5 separate regions of the Mus musculus genome follow, and regions 1, 2, 3 and 5 are each linked to region 4. The links are chromatin contacts, called in public promoter capture Hi-C maps. All regions are on one chromosome and are shown on one strand. Each heading gives the region's core, a stretch centred on a gene start, on an enhancer-like site or on the middle of the called end of the contact. The rest is flanking DNA. Distances are from core to core; before and after follow the strand shown. Region 1 holds the start of Hpcal1 (hippocalcin-like 1). Region 2 holds the start of 2900060N12Rik (RIKEN cDNA 2900060N12 gene). Region 3 holds the start of Klf11 (Kruppel-like factor 11). Region 4 holds the start of Iah1 (isoamyl acetate-hydrolyzing esterase 1 homolog). Region 5 holds the start of Grhl1 (grainyhead like transcription factor 1).

Region 1 (2,700 bases), core at 18-2,517, 3.6 Mb after region 4:
CCGGAACGCTGCCGGGGCGCAGGAGCCTTCCGGGCTAGCGCCCTACGCTGCGAGCTCCCCGCACACCCGAAGGCCGTGTCAAGCAGCCAGTAAGGTGCGGAGAGAAGGCAACGCACCCAGCCGCCTAAACTTTCTCAATCTCTCCAAGCTTTCGCTGTGAAGTTAGATCAAGGAAGGAGGCACAAACCACCGTATAGGAGGAAATGAGAGCGTCATCCTCAATAAAGGCAGAAAAAGATTTAAAGAGATGAGAATCCAATGAAGAGCACCTACTGTGCGCAAGACTCTGGGTCAAGAACTACGTGTAGTACGTTCTCACACTGTCAAGATAGCCCCTGAGGGGCCGCCCTCACTTGATACAGACGCCAACTGCGACTCAAAAAGGTGGCCCATCTCAGTCAGGCTCAGGTCTCAGGGCGGGTCACGGCGAGGCCAGGGCTGGGTTGGTCTTTCCCACTGTCCCAGAGCTGAACACAGCCAAGCGGGTCCCCATCCCTCATCAAAGCTCACAATTATCCAAGTGAACCTTGTGGACCTGCCGCCCCCACCCCACCCCGTGAGGGGTGTCAACGCCCGCTGCCACCAGGCAGGCACTTTGCCCATCGGATTCTAGTCGTACCCTCAGGTTCCTGAGCTACGCACTGCGCGGAGCGACACCAACCGGGGGCTCAGCTTGCCCGGGCAGACCGCCCACGCCCACCCCGCCACCCCCACTCTGCGCACAGCGGCTCCCCCCTCGACCCCGCCAGCACTAGTCCCCATCCCCACCGGCAACTGTGCCCTGACACACAATTCCACAAACGTAGTCTGAAAAGTGCACATCCCATCGAGCGCAACGATCCCCACGAGGACACGCCATTCTAGAGCCACGCCACCGTCCGCGGTCAGCTGCAAGCCCACTACGCAGAGAAACAGGCACCATCAGTACCGGCGCACACACACCCGTTCACTCACAGCCGGGTCGCAGCGAGCGGGTCACACACGCTCCCTCCATGCAACCCCGCAGTCCCGCAGTTTCCCCTTTCCTACCGGCTCTGGAGCTGGACGCGGTCCGCTGGCTTCTCGAGCCCAAGTTCTGCGGTGGCCGAGGCTGGGGAGGTGACCGAGAGAGCGGGCGTTTGCGCTCCCGCAGCCGCCGCGCCTGCTCTGCGACCTTCGCCGCTCGGAGAGACAAAAGGATCCGCCGGCCCAGGAGAGAGCGAGGTGTGGGCGACGGCCGCTCTGCAGGTCCACCACCCGCAGCCGCCGCCAGCCCGGGAAGGAAGGGAAGAGAAGGCGGGACCCGGAGGCGGAGGCCGGGGCGGGGCGCATCGCAAGGGCGGGCACTCAAGTTTCCAACGGACCCGCCTCCTGCTTCGACCACGCCCCCAGTCTTAGCCCCGCCTCAGCCGCAGCCTGGTCACGCCCCCGCCCTTTGCCACACCCGCTGCTGGACCCTCGGTGCGCCCACTCTGGTCCATATAGCTCCCTGATCACTCGCAGATTCTCAGCGCAGCAGAGGATACGATGGGTGTTAAGGCCACTGGGACTCGGGACGGGGAGACTCTGGGGGGGTGGAAGGGGAAGGAGAGCAGGGGAGGGGCCGAGCACTGGCCCCACCTCCCTAACCCTTGGCCTCTGGCCTGCGGGTGGGGAGAGGCCGAGAGGCGGTGCCCAAAAGGGCCGGCCTTACGCCAGCACCCACCCACCCCGCCCCCGCCCCCGCCCCCGCCGTACTTGGAAGGAAGTACAGTCCCAATGGCCAGGGAAGTGGAAAAGAGGCTTGAGTTGCCCTAGGCTCCCCAGGACCATCTGGGATGCCTGCAAGGATCTCCTCCCTCTCCACATCAGTCCCGTGTGCATCTGTCACCCACTTTCCTGCGCGTGGTTTAAGAGAAGAGCTTGGCCTGGAGGTGGAAGACCTACGTTCCAGCTGTAATTACTTCTGCTAACTCATCCAGCCATCTTGCCAAGAAAACCCTTGGATTCCCTCAGCCTCGGTTTCCTCACCAATAAACTGGACAACGAGGAGATCCAGAATCCTTCTTGGGGTCTTTGCCTCCCTGACATTCAGTGTGGTTTCAGTTTCCTGGTGAGGAGGCGGGGGCTTGGTTGACATCTCCCATAATAGGGACATCTGGCCTTGTGGGTCCCAGTGGTGCTTCCTTCAGACTCCCAGCATACTCTGGCAGATCGCACCTGCCATGCCCACCCACTGCAAATATCCCAGAAGACAGGTAACCACAGAAACAGCTTATATGAGGAGCTGGGCGAGCCTGTTGTGCAGAGATGAAACTGTCTCTCTGGCGTCTCTAGGGAAAAACTCAAATCCCTCCTTCAAATCCTCCTCCACAAAAACATGTGAGTGAACTCCTACTATTCAGGAGGCTGCCAGGGGTACCTGTAGTAGAGCAGCTCGGAGGTGGAGCTCTGGGGCCTTCTCCACTCCTCCCTGCCTCTGGTGCAGAAAGGCAAAACTAAACCCAGAGGGCTCAAGGGAATGACAGCTGTGAGAGTTAACAGCGCACCACCTGACTGATTTCGAGGGCTAACCTTTGGGTCTCTCTGGCCATGATCGCTTCCTTCTCAGTAAAGACCCCACGGGAGGTCAGTCTGCCCCTTTCTGTAGCACAGCACCACACAGGTATCTAGGGTTACAGGTAGGAGGTTCCCAGAAAGTGGATGGCTGAGGCAGAAGCCTTCAGATATCCTGTTAGCTAG
Region 2 (2,700 bases), core at 36-2,535, 3.5 Mb before region 4:
GAATTTCCAAAGTCAATTTCCTTCAGTACTGGAGCTAGACCAGCTATCTAACCATACCCCACCAACAACTTTCCCAGACCTTTCTCAGGACATACTTCCAAAGTTCCTTTGCTCAATAAAAATGGCGCTGCTTTCTCCATCCCAATGCTGTTTATTTCAGTAATCCTGAGGCCCTTTAAACAATCAAATTCGACTGGCCTCATTTAAATGCCAGCCTTCCCTAGTGTCAAAAGCTTCTCTGGGGGTAGGGTGAGGGGGTAGGATGGCTGCTCCTATCCACAGCTGCAACTTTTTCACCAGAAACCCTAGCATCGTGAAGTCACGTTGACTTCTCTTCATAACCTGTCTTCCCCCAAACTGTTGCCTCTCCGTCTATTGAGCCACACTTCAATGCAAACTGTCCCCAAGTGCAGAAGAGCTTAAGCCTCGTCCATCCACGCCGTGTCCTGGGCACTCGGCACCCAAACCATTCTTAGTCTCCCGATAACCCGCAGCAGTGCCAGGTCCACCGGTCCCGGGACTCCCGGGTCCGACGCCCGGTGGCCCGGCAGCGACAGCATGCACGCGCGCACGTCTGTCTAGCCCTCCCCGGCGGGCTGTCGCCGAGCCTCCGCCCGCGCCCACCCCCGCCCGGGCGGCGATGGGAGGCTGGGTGGGCACAGAGGCACCAGCCGGAGCGACAGCCGAGGGGACAAGGCCAGCCGCGCGCCCCCGCCCCGCCGGGCGCCGGGCACGGCGGTCCCGGCCCCAGCCCCCACCCTGCTCCCGCCCGGGTGGCACCGCGGCCGGCAGAGGCGGCCAGGGCACGACGCCCCGGACGCCGGTACCTGATCGATGGGCAGTTGCACGGCGTTGCTGAGGGGCTGCAGCAGGGTGGAGCCCGTGGTGCTGGTGGTGGCCATGGCCGGGCCTCGGCGCTGCGTCCGCTCGCTCCGGCCAGGCGCCGCTTGCTTGCTTGCTCGCTCTGTGCCGAGCTACGCCGAGGATGGGGATGCAGCGGCGCGCCCGCCCCTCGGCCGCCCGCGGTCGGAGCAGCCGCGCGGGGAGGGGCAGTGGGCGGAGTTAGTGGCCCCGCCCACTGCTGGGCGCCCCGCCCACCCAGCCGCGCGGCCCCCTCACGCCGCCGGGCGGCCCGATTTCCAGCAGCTTCCAGAGCCCCCTCCCCACCTCGCGCACTCGTGCGCCAGACAGCTCCGCGGTCCAATGGCGTCGCGGCGCCCCGACTCCCACAGCCAATCAGAGGACGCTGGCCTCGCCGCGCCCCTCCTCCGTGCTGAGGACCCCAGCGAGGGGCTGAGGCTCGACCATGGCTGTCGCCCGAGGGCGACCGAGAGTCAGGCTAGCTGGTGGGGGCGTGTGAGGGCGGCTTTGCCTCCGCCTCTGCTCACTTCCTTTCTCAGGAATGGTGGGCGCCGTCCCCACCCCTCACTGGCAGTGACGGTGGACAACAAAGGGGCTCGGGGTGGCGGCCAGACAAAGAGTTGCAGCGCCGGGGGAAGTTGGGAACAAAGGTAGGGGGCTGGGAGCTTCAGGGAGACGCGCTACAAGAACCCCAAAGCAGAAAGTGCCTTTGTCTCCTGGGCTGCCCAAACTTGCGGAAAGCCGGGTGGTCCTACCTCACCCGCCGCCCACCTGGGCCTGATCGGCCGCGCTGGGACGATGCCCTCACCGCGCATCCAGCTGAGAGGGAAACAGGTCGGACCTGGGCAGCGCCCGAGGGAAAGCCTGGGTAGCCAGCGGCCGGCATGTAAAGGCCCCGCCTCCTCAAAGGAAAGGCTGCTGGTAAGCATCCCTTCGTGCCTGCGAGCCTCTCTGCCAGATGTGAATTCTGCTGTGTCCACACCTCCATTCCAGGAGGGCAGTTAGTGTGTCAGCCCTACAAATGTGATCTCTTACCCTTTAAACTAGCCATGGGAACACCTGGAAAATGCCAGCATCGTCCTCTCAAAATCCAAGGATTTGGAAACTAATATTTAAAGGGGGGCGGGGGTTTAAATGTGCTGCTAACACTGCTTTTAAAGGTAGACTTATGTGAGTCCCCACAACAACCATGTGAGGCAGGTATTGTAACCACCCTCAATCTAGCAAGGAAATTGAATTCCAGAAAAATTACATAACTTAACCAAGAGCTAAATAACAGTGTGTGGGGGGGGGGGGGGCCTGAGATCCAACTAATTTAGCCCCAGTTTTGACCTCTTAAAGACAAGGCCCTCTTCATTCTCAGGTTTAACACCCACTCCAGAATAGCCATCAACTACTAGGTACAGCACTTCCTCAAGGACCACTCTAGAGGCTTCAGTAGTAAGAGCGGGCAAGTAGTGCTTCAGGAAACCTGGCTGTGGACTCAGCTCTCTCTGAAAAGGGGGTTATTGAATTTAGTTGGGATAGTCTCTTGCTGCTAATATTCTCTGGGTGAACAGCTGAGTCCTAGTAAGGTAGTCTTTTAGAGGATGGGGAGAAAATAATTGAGATCTTTCACTCTTAATATTGTGTTCCAACTAGCTGGGACCAATTAGAAATCAAACCTGTCCAATAATCTACTTCCTAAAATAGTCCCAAGTCTGGACCTCTCTATTAATATAACCTTGGATCGAGGACCTCTTTGTCTCTGTCTCCTCCCCCCCCCCCCTTTAGGGACGTGTTGAGAAAGTGTACAGGTGGCTGAACATATAAACTGAAGGGAAAAATTAAAATACCATT
Region 3 (2,700 bases), core at 61-2,560, 3.3 Mb before region 4:
TCAAAACTTCCTGTCTGTCCAGATTCCCCTTCACTGAACAGGCAAAGATATGACCATAGGGGCCAGACAACCTCCTGGAAGGGTATTTTGATTATGAGCCTTCAAGTGGAATCAATGTCCAGCCCCATACTAGGAAAGAATGCGAACGTAGGTTCCCTTGAGTCCATGTAATACTGTGTTCTCACCAGGAACCTGCTCCGCACCACTTCTCTGGCCCCCTACATTTCTATCAGGTTCTGTTGCTCCACACCCTACACCTTCTGACAGAGGTCCCTGCCATGACTTCACTCAGTCCCTGGGCCCAAGCCTGCAAAGTCCCATTTTACCACACCCCTTCTCACTTAGACTCCACCCTTCGCCCAGCTCTACCCTTACCAGCCCATTAAGCTTGGCTGACACACCTCTTCGAACCACACTCTTGCACACTCGCCTATCAAGACACACTATTGCCTTGCTCCTCATTCCGTCGTAACCCCATCCAGGCACTCTGGCCACACCCTCCTGAGATACCTTTACTTTGGCTCCACCCACAGCCCCTCCCACTGCACTCCTACCAGATGCTCTCACCACACTCCCTCCCTTCGGCTTAGCCTTTGCCCCGCCCCTAGATAAACTCTCACTATGCACTCTTACATCGGCCCCGCCCCACAGTCCTACCAGAGGTTCTCACCAAGCTCTCTAGCTTCGGTTCCGCCCTCTTACACTACTACCAGGTGCTTTCACCATGTCCTTCGCCTTGGTCCCATCTAGTTCCCCCAATATCTCCTCCAAGCACGCTTGCCCACGCCCTAGCTTTGGCCACGCCCCCATGCTGCGCCCCAGCTTTGACTCCGCCCCCAAGTTCCCGCCAGCCGCGCCCACATCCAACAGCGGTCCTCCTCTGGATTCGGGTGACGTCATGGCTGGAAATAGCCGCGCCGGGCGGGGCCGCAGCGGACCAGAGACAAAGCTGAAGGCAGGCTGCCGCGCTAACACACCCCCCTCCCCACCCTGACCCGGCCGAGCCTCCGGGTCCCTGTCCGGACCAGAGCAAATCCGCAGCCCCCACCGCAGCGAGAAGTCGCCATCCCTCCCGCGTCCCCCGTCTCGTCCCGCGCTCAGCCCCGTCACTTACCGCGCGCCCGTCGCCGGGGCCGGTGGAGCCCGGCGAGTGCATGGTGCCGTATGGCCTGCAGGCAGCAATGCTGCGAGGCAGGAGCCCTGCGTGCGGCGGAGGCTGCACGTGTGCGGCGGGCGGCGGTGTCCCGAGCGTCTGTTCCCGGCGCGCACCTCCGCCTTCCTTGCCGCGCGGCTCTGCCTCCGCGCGGCCCGGGAGGCGCGGGAGGGGCGGGGCGCCACGGAGGGAGCGGCCCTGGGCGGGGCGCGCGGGCAAACCAAAATACACCGCTCCCTGCTGGGGGCATGGCCTCTGCCGCCAGCCAATCAGCGCCAGGCCGGCAAGAAGCGGGCCAATGGGCGCCGCGGGGGGGCGCGTGATCGGAGCCTGGCTGCGGCGTGATCCGGCGGGGCGGGCGGCGGCACGTGTTTTGGTCCGGGCTAGAGGCGGGGCGTGAGGCCTGGAAAGTAGGGGAAAGGTCCCGGCGGCGGCGCGGCGGCAGTCGACCGCAGTAAGGTCCTCTTCTGCCGCAGGGGCTGCTCGCAGAGGTCGCGCGCTGGCCCCACGCCGTGGACGGATCTGGTAGGCGGGACCCACAGGGACGGCCTCACCCTGTCTCTAATTTCTTTTAAGCTGTCGTTGGCTCTTAGGACCGCATCTCTGCCCAGGAAGAGGCTTGAAAGCTGCTTGGGTTTAGGGACGACATCCGCTTTTTCCTGCATGGCGCCAGATCAAATGCTCTTCCTACTCTAATCTGCCTTCTGCTACAAAAGAACTACAGCCGTGTAGTCAGCCACTCGACATGTACCTAATGAAGCCTGCGCATCCTCCCCAGTGGCCATACAAAGGACACCCACTTGGGGTGTCCTCAGGCCTACGTGAGACCTGACCCAAATCCTGAGTATCCGTTTTTTCCCCTTGGGCCTTTAGGTGCGGTTATTCATGTACACTCATCACAAGTCTTGGAGAGCAGAGGTCAATGCATGCAGTATGTCGTGCCCACCTCCAACCTACAGTGCAGCAATAGGGCACCCCTCTACTAACCCCCTGATGCCTCACTGCAGAGCCTTGAAACTAGTGGAGGTCTGGGAGAATCATTGCTGATATGAGCAGACAGGAGCTGGACATTATGCTGCCTATTTTTATCAGACAGGTGAGCAGGCAGAGAGGCAGGCAGGCAGAGAGCCCTGTCCTTAAGCTGGTAAGGCCTAAGGGTTATAGTTGCAACCCTGATTCCTCAGTTTCACACTGGCTTGACAATGGAATTAAGTGAACCAAAGAAAGGGAGTTTGTTGAAAGTAACAGTAGGAGTGTTTAAAGGTGAATTCACATGTCTAACTACTGGGGCATTTAACACACATGGAGTTAGTCTTCTACTTGGGCCTGTTTAAATTGTTTTTGCTTCATTCCCACACTGAATTTCTGACTCCCCGTGTTCACCCTTACCTATAATGCCTCCGCCCCATCCAACGTCCCTACTGTCTCCTGTTCTCTCCACACGTGGTTTTATGGCGTATGTGTTGGAGAATAATCTCCAGAGTAATATGTTAATAGTATTTGGAGAGGGAGCCTTTGGAGGGTGATTGGGATTAAGGAAGGGTTAT
Region 4 (2,700 bases), core at 104-2,603:
AAGGGTCTAATTCTATACATTTTAGTGGTGACTCAAGGTACATCTAAAATGGACTTTCCGATAGACGTTAACCAAACGGGTACAGAACGTTAGGAACCCACTAACAGGCTGGTTTGAAAGGTTCCAGGAAGGCAGAGCAGCCAATACAAGTGCTGCTGGTTCCCATGTGGTAGAAACTCGATTTTGTTGAACCTGAATTCCTTTCCTTTAACATGTATCCAGGAGGGGAAAGCTAGCAGATAAAAGCCTCCACCATTCACTCTGACTATGCTTCCCACCAGAAAGTAGCCAAGTACAATCTAGGAACTGTTCTTACCTGACTAGTCTGTCAGCCAGCAACGAGCCCCATCCACCCTGCTGGAAAGAAAACTGAAGAAAGAAGTCTGTTACTACCCACACAGCTATACACTATGGCATGGTGGTGGGCCAGGCCTGTTAGATGCAGACTCCGTTTAGACACTCCCAGGCTTCTTTCTTGCCTTCCTTGCTTGGGAAGGTATTTTGAGAATTACTGTGGCTTCACTTGGAAACTCTCTGGACATGAGAGGGTTTTACTGTGACCTAACATTAGAGACATTCGTTATCTGAACAGCAGAAAGCTCAACTATGTTGAGTCAGCTGACATAATGTTATCCCATTTCTCCACAGCTGAAAACTAAGGAAGCCTATGCTCTATTGATTTCCCTGACAGTCATGGCAATCCTCCAGCAGTATTGCGCCATCTCGCCCACTCACAAAAACTTAATGCCCAATATCTAAAAACAATGTTGCCAATTACTAGGGAAAGCCAAGCCCGCGTACGAGTAAATTGTGGAGAAGCGTCTTTTTTTGTTTTGTTTTGTTTTTTAATCTCCCTGAAGGAAGGCATCTTGAAGAATTTCCTCAATCGGGAACTATATGTTTTCAGATAGGGTTACTTTTTCATGCTGTTGAAAGCATTGTTTTCAAAAACCACTTGGTACTGGACCTAAGCCGCTTGAGGAAGAGAGGAGTGAACTAGTCGGTTCAAAGTTCAAAGTAGCTTCGGTGAAGAACCCGCAGGAGGTTGCAACCAAGCGAAGGCGGACCCTTTAAGCTCCCGTGCACCCCGACGCGCACCGGGCCATCCAGAGTCCGGGGGAGTCGGGCAGCTCGGGATCCGTACCGGCTCGCGGAGCACGGTGGGGTGGGGGAGAACCGCGCCTGGACTGCTCCGACACGCACGCGGATGCAGCCGAGGGTGCGGCGGGTACCTGCGTGATGGAGTCCCCGAAGAGCAACACGCGAGGCCAGAGCAGAGCGCTCCCGCTAGCAGCTCGCTCGCACAGCGACATGGTAGAAAGCCCAAAACCCCGCAGGGCTGCGCCGGATGTGGAGGAGCCTCGCGCCGTGGGCGGAGCTAGCTGCGGGCGGGGCTAGCCGTGGGCGGGGTGAGCCCCAGATCAAACCTCTTTGCACTCAGGTCTCCTGAAGCGAGTGTCCCCGGCCGGGTGAGTCCTGCCACCGGTTCACCCCAACCCCGCCTCTCCGAGACTGGGGATAGCTGTGGTGCTTGGAAATCTCGTTTTTAGCAGGAGCACTCGTCCATTTTTGGCCATGCCCAAGTGGAGGATTTCCTCTTCCAGTACTGGACTTGATGGGCACAGTAAAAGATAGAGGTGTCTAGGGACCCTCACTGTAGACCGCCTGACTTCACGGTATCACATGCCCCAGCTATTAAAAGGAAATTTCTAGTTTTATGTAATAAATTTTTGTATGTTATGGGGGCCCTAGGCTTTTGGTATAGGCCAAAAACATGGGAATTTGGCTGTTTTATAGAAATTTCATTTTAAGGAAGTCAGATTTACACTGTTAGCAAAGCACCGGAGCGTTTACACACCCAAGAGGGTAGGTAGACAAGACAGGCTACATGGGCGAAGTTCTTTGCCTTGATAGTGTGCTCTGAAGGAGAAGCACTCCCTTGAGAAGGGTGACAATCCCAGCAAGGAACTGAAGTGTTGCTATTTTACATAGATAGCAAACCTGGCCTCCAGGTTCTTTCAGCATCGCTGCTCAGCCCCTACCTGGTACCCTGCCCCCAACCCTGGACTGTCCAGCACAGGGGCTGGACTCTTCTGTAGTAGTCAATGAACTTTTTTTTTTAAGATTTGTTTATGTATATGAGTACGCTGTTCAGATGGTTGTGATTGTTGGGAATTGAATTTAGGACCTCTGCTTGCTCTGGTCCAGCCCCAAGACTTATTTATTACTATATGTAAGTACACTGTAGCCATCTTCAGACAGCAGATCTCATAACGGGTGGTTGTGAGCCACCATGTGGTTGCTGGGATTTGAACTCAGACCTTCAGAAGAGCAGTCAGTGGTCTTACCCGCTGAGCCATCTTGACAGCCCTGGGACCAGTGAACTTGATGGCCCAACAAACCTGCGTTTTTTATGTACTTGAATCTGGCTTGAACTGACTAATTTTAACATCAGAGAAACATCACTGAGCTCCACCCACTTTCTCCTTGGTCTGAATTTTATGTCCTTTAGAAAACCAGACTAATGAACTAACTCACACTACATCTGAGGCATAAAACCCCATCTCTGAATTGAACATGTAGATCCCATAACAGATGAGTCCTAAAAGTGGTGGTTTTAGAATCATAAGCCAAGGAATTGGGTAAGGGTGTGGAGAACAGGGGTTTCAAAGCTGTGGCACAACATTTGCATTCAACTCA
Region 5 (2,700 bases), core at 15-2,514, 3.3 Mb before region 4:
TTGGCTCGCTCAACAGTCGTAATGCTAGTTTTTCAAGCTTCCCTTCTCCCATCCCATCCAACATTGGTACAAGCATCAGAAAATAAATATTTTCCAAGTGGCTTTATGTCTGCAATTACCCTGAAGGCATTTTATATTTCCAAAGTATGCCTAAGGCCAAGAGGCTGGCACTGGGACTTTTGCCTAGTCAGTAAGTAGAGAAATAAACACATGAACAATTGCAGCCCACTTCTTCAAGAAGAGCAAGTTGTTGCTCCGGCCCTGAAGGTTCATGGGTGTTTTCAAATGAGCCTCAGACCTTCAAGAGTTATAGGTCAGGATTCTAAAAGGAAAGCCGAGCACTACCTGAACTTCATTTTCTACAAGACAAGATTAATCTCTTACTGATTCCACACTCAGCTAACCTTCATCAGAAAACAAGCATGAGAAAAATCCACCCTTAACAAGTTAACTATGAAACCAATTCTTCACTCCAGATTTACTGAGCCGAGATAAGACAGACTTGATCTTTCAGAACATCTTCATATTTATAGAAAAGTTGCGAGTAAAATCGAGAACTGCCCCCACACAAGTCCTGCCAACGTCTGATCACATCTTACATCATCACTGAACATTTCTCGCTGCTTTCTTATGTCCCAAACTCTAAAAAGCAATCCCGATTCGACAGTGGTCTCTAACTTTATCACCCTGCGTGCAGTTTCTTCCTCTTGATATTCCCAAACGGCAAAAATAGTCTTCTGTAATTACCATCGGTGATGCAAGGGCCCAAGAACACCCACAGCAGATTTCTCACACAGCAGCCGGAGTGAAGAAAACGCGCGGGCAGCGGACACTTCAACCTTCCCCTAGATCTCTCGCTCCGGCAGCTCCGCAGGTGACAGGAGGCTGCCCAGGGTCCACCCGTCCCCACCGGTCCATGAGCGCGGGGCCCGGGAGCCCGGGAGCCCTTAGACGACAGGCCGAGTGTCCCCCCCCACCCCCTAGCCTCGCCCCACCCAGCCTGTCCTCCCAGCTCCCGGAACCCGCGCCGTCGCCGCGGCAGGTGCGGTGGCCCCCGGGCCCTGGCCGGACTCGCGCCCGCGCCTCACTCACTTGTCGTACTCCTGTGTCATCGCGCTCGCTCGCCGCTGCCGGGCCGCAGAACTGGACTTTCGGGTTGGGACAGTACACCCGATCCGGGGGGAGGAGGCGGCGGCGGGCGGCGCGCGGCGGCAGGCGGTGGGTCCGGAGCGGCGGCCCCGACGGGTTGGGTTCGCTTTTCTCGCTCTGAGCCGGCTCGGCGCGGGCTGCGCGCACTGGGCGCTGGGCTCGGCCTCCCATTGGCTGGCGGAGCTCCGGCCCAAGGCGGAGCTTCTGGAACTGGGAGGAGGGAGCTCCTCCTGATTGGTGAGATGGAGCTCTGGGGAGGAGCCTGGGGGCGGACCGGAGGGCGGGGGCCACGCGGTGCTCGGCGGTGCTCAGCGGCGCTGGGGAGCTTGCGCGCGGCTGGCCCCGGTGGCGCCGGCCGGTAGTGCCGCCGGCGCCGAGAGGCTTCGGCGCACACCCGCGTGGGCGCGTTTCACCTTCCAGTTCTCTCTCGCGGTCAGTTCTCCGGCCCCAAGGCCTCTGCCTGGGAAATACCTAGGGAATTTCTTTGCAGCTGTGCAGGTTTGGAGGTTTCCTTCTGGTTCATCTCTCAGTGCCCACCATGTGACAGTCGCCAATCTGCACAGCCTCTTAATAACCCACGTTTCCCCGGCCAGCGGTCCCTGTTTATTGGGCACCTATCAAGTGTCAAAAGCATCACTCTAAGACACCTTCCCAAGCCCCAGAGGTCCCCACCAGCCTCCTGAGGGCATCTGAACTTGCTTGGCTCTTCATCTGCCCAGCGCTATATTTGGACTTTAGCATCCTCAACCCCTACCTACTACCTGTGTGGTCTTTCTGTTTGGCCAGCTCCAGATTGGCTTCCACTTTTTCCTCCCATATCCTAACCCCTTTTTAAACCATTTTCCTATGGGTCGGTTTCTTTAACCTCAGCCTCAGGCCTACAACAGTAGAGACAGGGACCTAGACAGAGAGGACAAGGCAGAGACAGAGCAGGCAAATTTTCCTGCCTCCTAGAGCGTCCTACTTTGAGAGTCACGGTGACTCCTTTGGTGTGCGGAGAGAGATGGCACTCTTTGCAGGTGGATGGGGAAAGTAGAGTGGAGCTCTCTGGGTTTAAAGATGTAGATGGCGAGGGGGTGGGCATAAGGGTGAAGGCACAGCTATAGACCGTGATAGAGGAGACACGAGTGTGTCCACTGAGGAGCTAGGAAAGCAGTGTGGCCAGAGAGTAACTGGGCACTGGTGCAAACTGTAGAGCCCCGCGGGTTTCTGTAAGGCCTTAAGTGAGGAAGCTTTGAAGGACTTGCGGTAGGGCATAGACAGACTTCACTCGTGTTTTCAAATAATCTGGTCACTGAATGGTAGGGAATCAGCAGGAGGCAATTTCAAAAGAGACAAGCAAAAGATAAATAGTAGCCAGAAGCATGACCCGGGGTGATGGGACACTGAGAAGGGTTTGAATTCTAGATGCCTCTGTGTTCAAACGAACAGGATTCTCTGAGACCCAAAGGGCAGGTTAGAGAGCACCTCTGACAGATGGTGTGCAGACAATCCCAGGACTCAGGAGTTGAGGCAGGAGGCTCTCCAGTTCCAGGCCAGGCCCAAAGTGAA

The links. Promoter capture Hi-C pulls out the DNA fragments that hold promoters and counts their contacts.
Region 1: a promoter capture Hi-C map of the HPC-7 cell line shows a contact between it and region 4. The contact joins the promoter of Hpcal1 here to the promoter of Iah1 in region 4. A contact is called at or near these places in 7 of 39 promoter capture datasets (the HPC-7 cell line, cranial neural crest, embryonic stem cells and 4 more).
Region 2: a promoter capture Hi-C map of pre-B cells shows a contact between it and region 4. The contact joins the promoter of 2900060N12Rik here to the promoter of Iah1 in region 4. A contact is called at or near these places in 3 of 39 promoter capture datasets (cranial neural crest, frontonasal cranial neural crest and pre-B cells).
Region 3: a contact with region 4 is called in a promoter capture Hi-C map of pre-B cells. The contact joins the promoter of Klf11 here to the promoter of Iah1 in region 4. A contact is called at or near these places in 4 of 39 promoter capture datasets (cranial neural crest, maxillary cranial neural crest, pre-B cells and 1 more).
Region 5: a contact with region 4 is called in a promoter capture Hi-C map of hematopoietic stem and progenitor cells. The contact joins the promoter of Grhl1 here to the promoter of Iah1 in region 4. A contact is called at or near these places in 6 of 39 promoter capture datasets (cranial neural crest, frontonasal cranial neural crest, hematopoietic stem and progenitor cells and 3 more).

Annotation. Positions count from the first base shown.
Region 1 is chr12:17,689,376-17,692,075 of GRCm38.p6, reverse strand. It overlaps Hpcal1 (hippocalcin-like 1), which reads right to left and starts at 1,267. Exons shown (of 5, transcript NM_001361645.1): 1 at 1,030-1,267.
Region 2 is chr12:24,829,902-24,832,601 of GRCm38.p6, reverse strand. 2900060N12Rik (RIKEN cDNA 2900060N12 gene) reads left to right here and starts at 1,285. Exons shown (of 3, transcript NR_166876.1): 1 at 1,285-1,782. Mboat2 (membrane bound O-acyltransferase domain containing 2) reads right to left here and starts at 1,003. Exons shown (of 13, transcript NM_026037.3): 1 at 828-1,003. The coding sequence starts at 902.
Region 3 is chr12:24,649,981-24,652,680 of GRCm38.p6, reverse strand. Klf11 (Kruppel-like factor 11) reads right to left here and starts at 1,310. Exons shown (of 4, transcript NM_178357.3): 1 at 1,115-1,310. The coding sequence starts at 1,156.
Region 4 is chr12:21,315,045-21,317,744 of GRCm38.p6, reverse strand. It overlaps Iah1 (isoamyl acetate-hydrolyzing esterase 1 homolog), which reads right to left and starts at 1,353. Exons shown (of 6, transcript NM_026347.3): 1 at 1,233-1,353; 2 at 317-369. The coding sequence starts at 1,313. Cpsf3 (cleavage and polyadenylation specificity factor 3) reads right to left here. Exons shown (of 18, transcript NM_018813.3): 18 at 2,689-2,700.
Region 5 is chr12:24,570,851-24,573,550 of GRCm38.p6, reverse strand. It overlaps Grhl1 (grainyhead like transcription factor 1), which reads right to left and starts at 1,264. Exons shown (of 16, transcript NM_001161406.1): 1 at 1,093-1,264. The coding sequence starts at 1,112.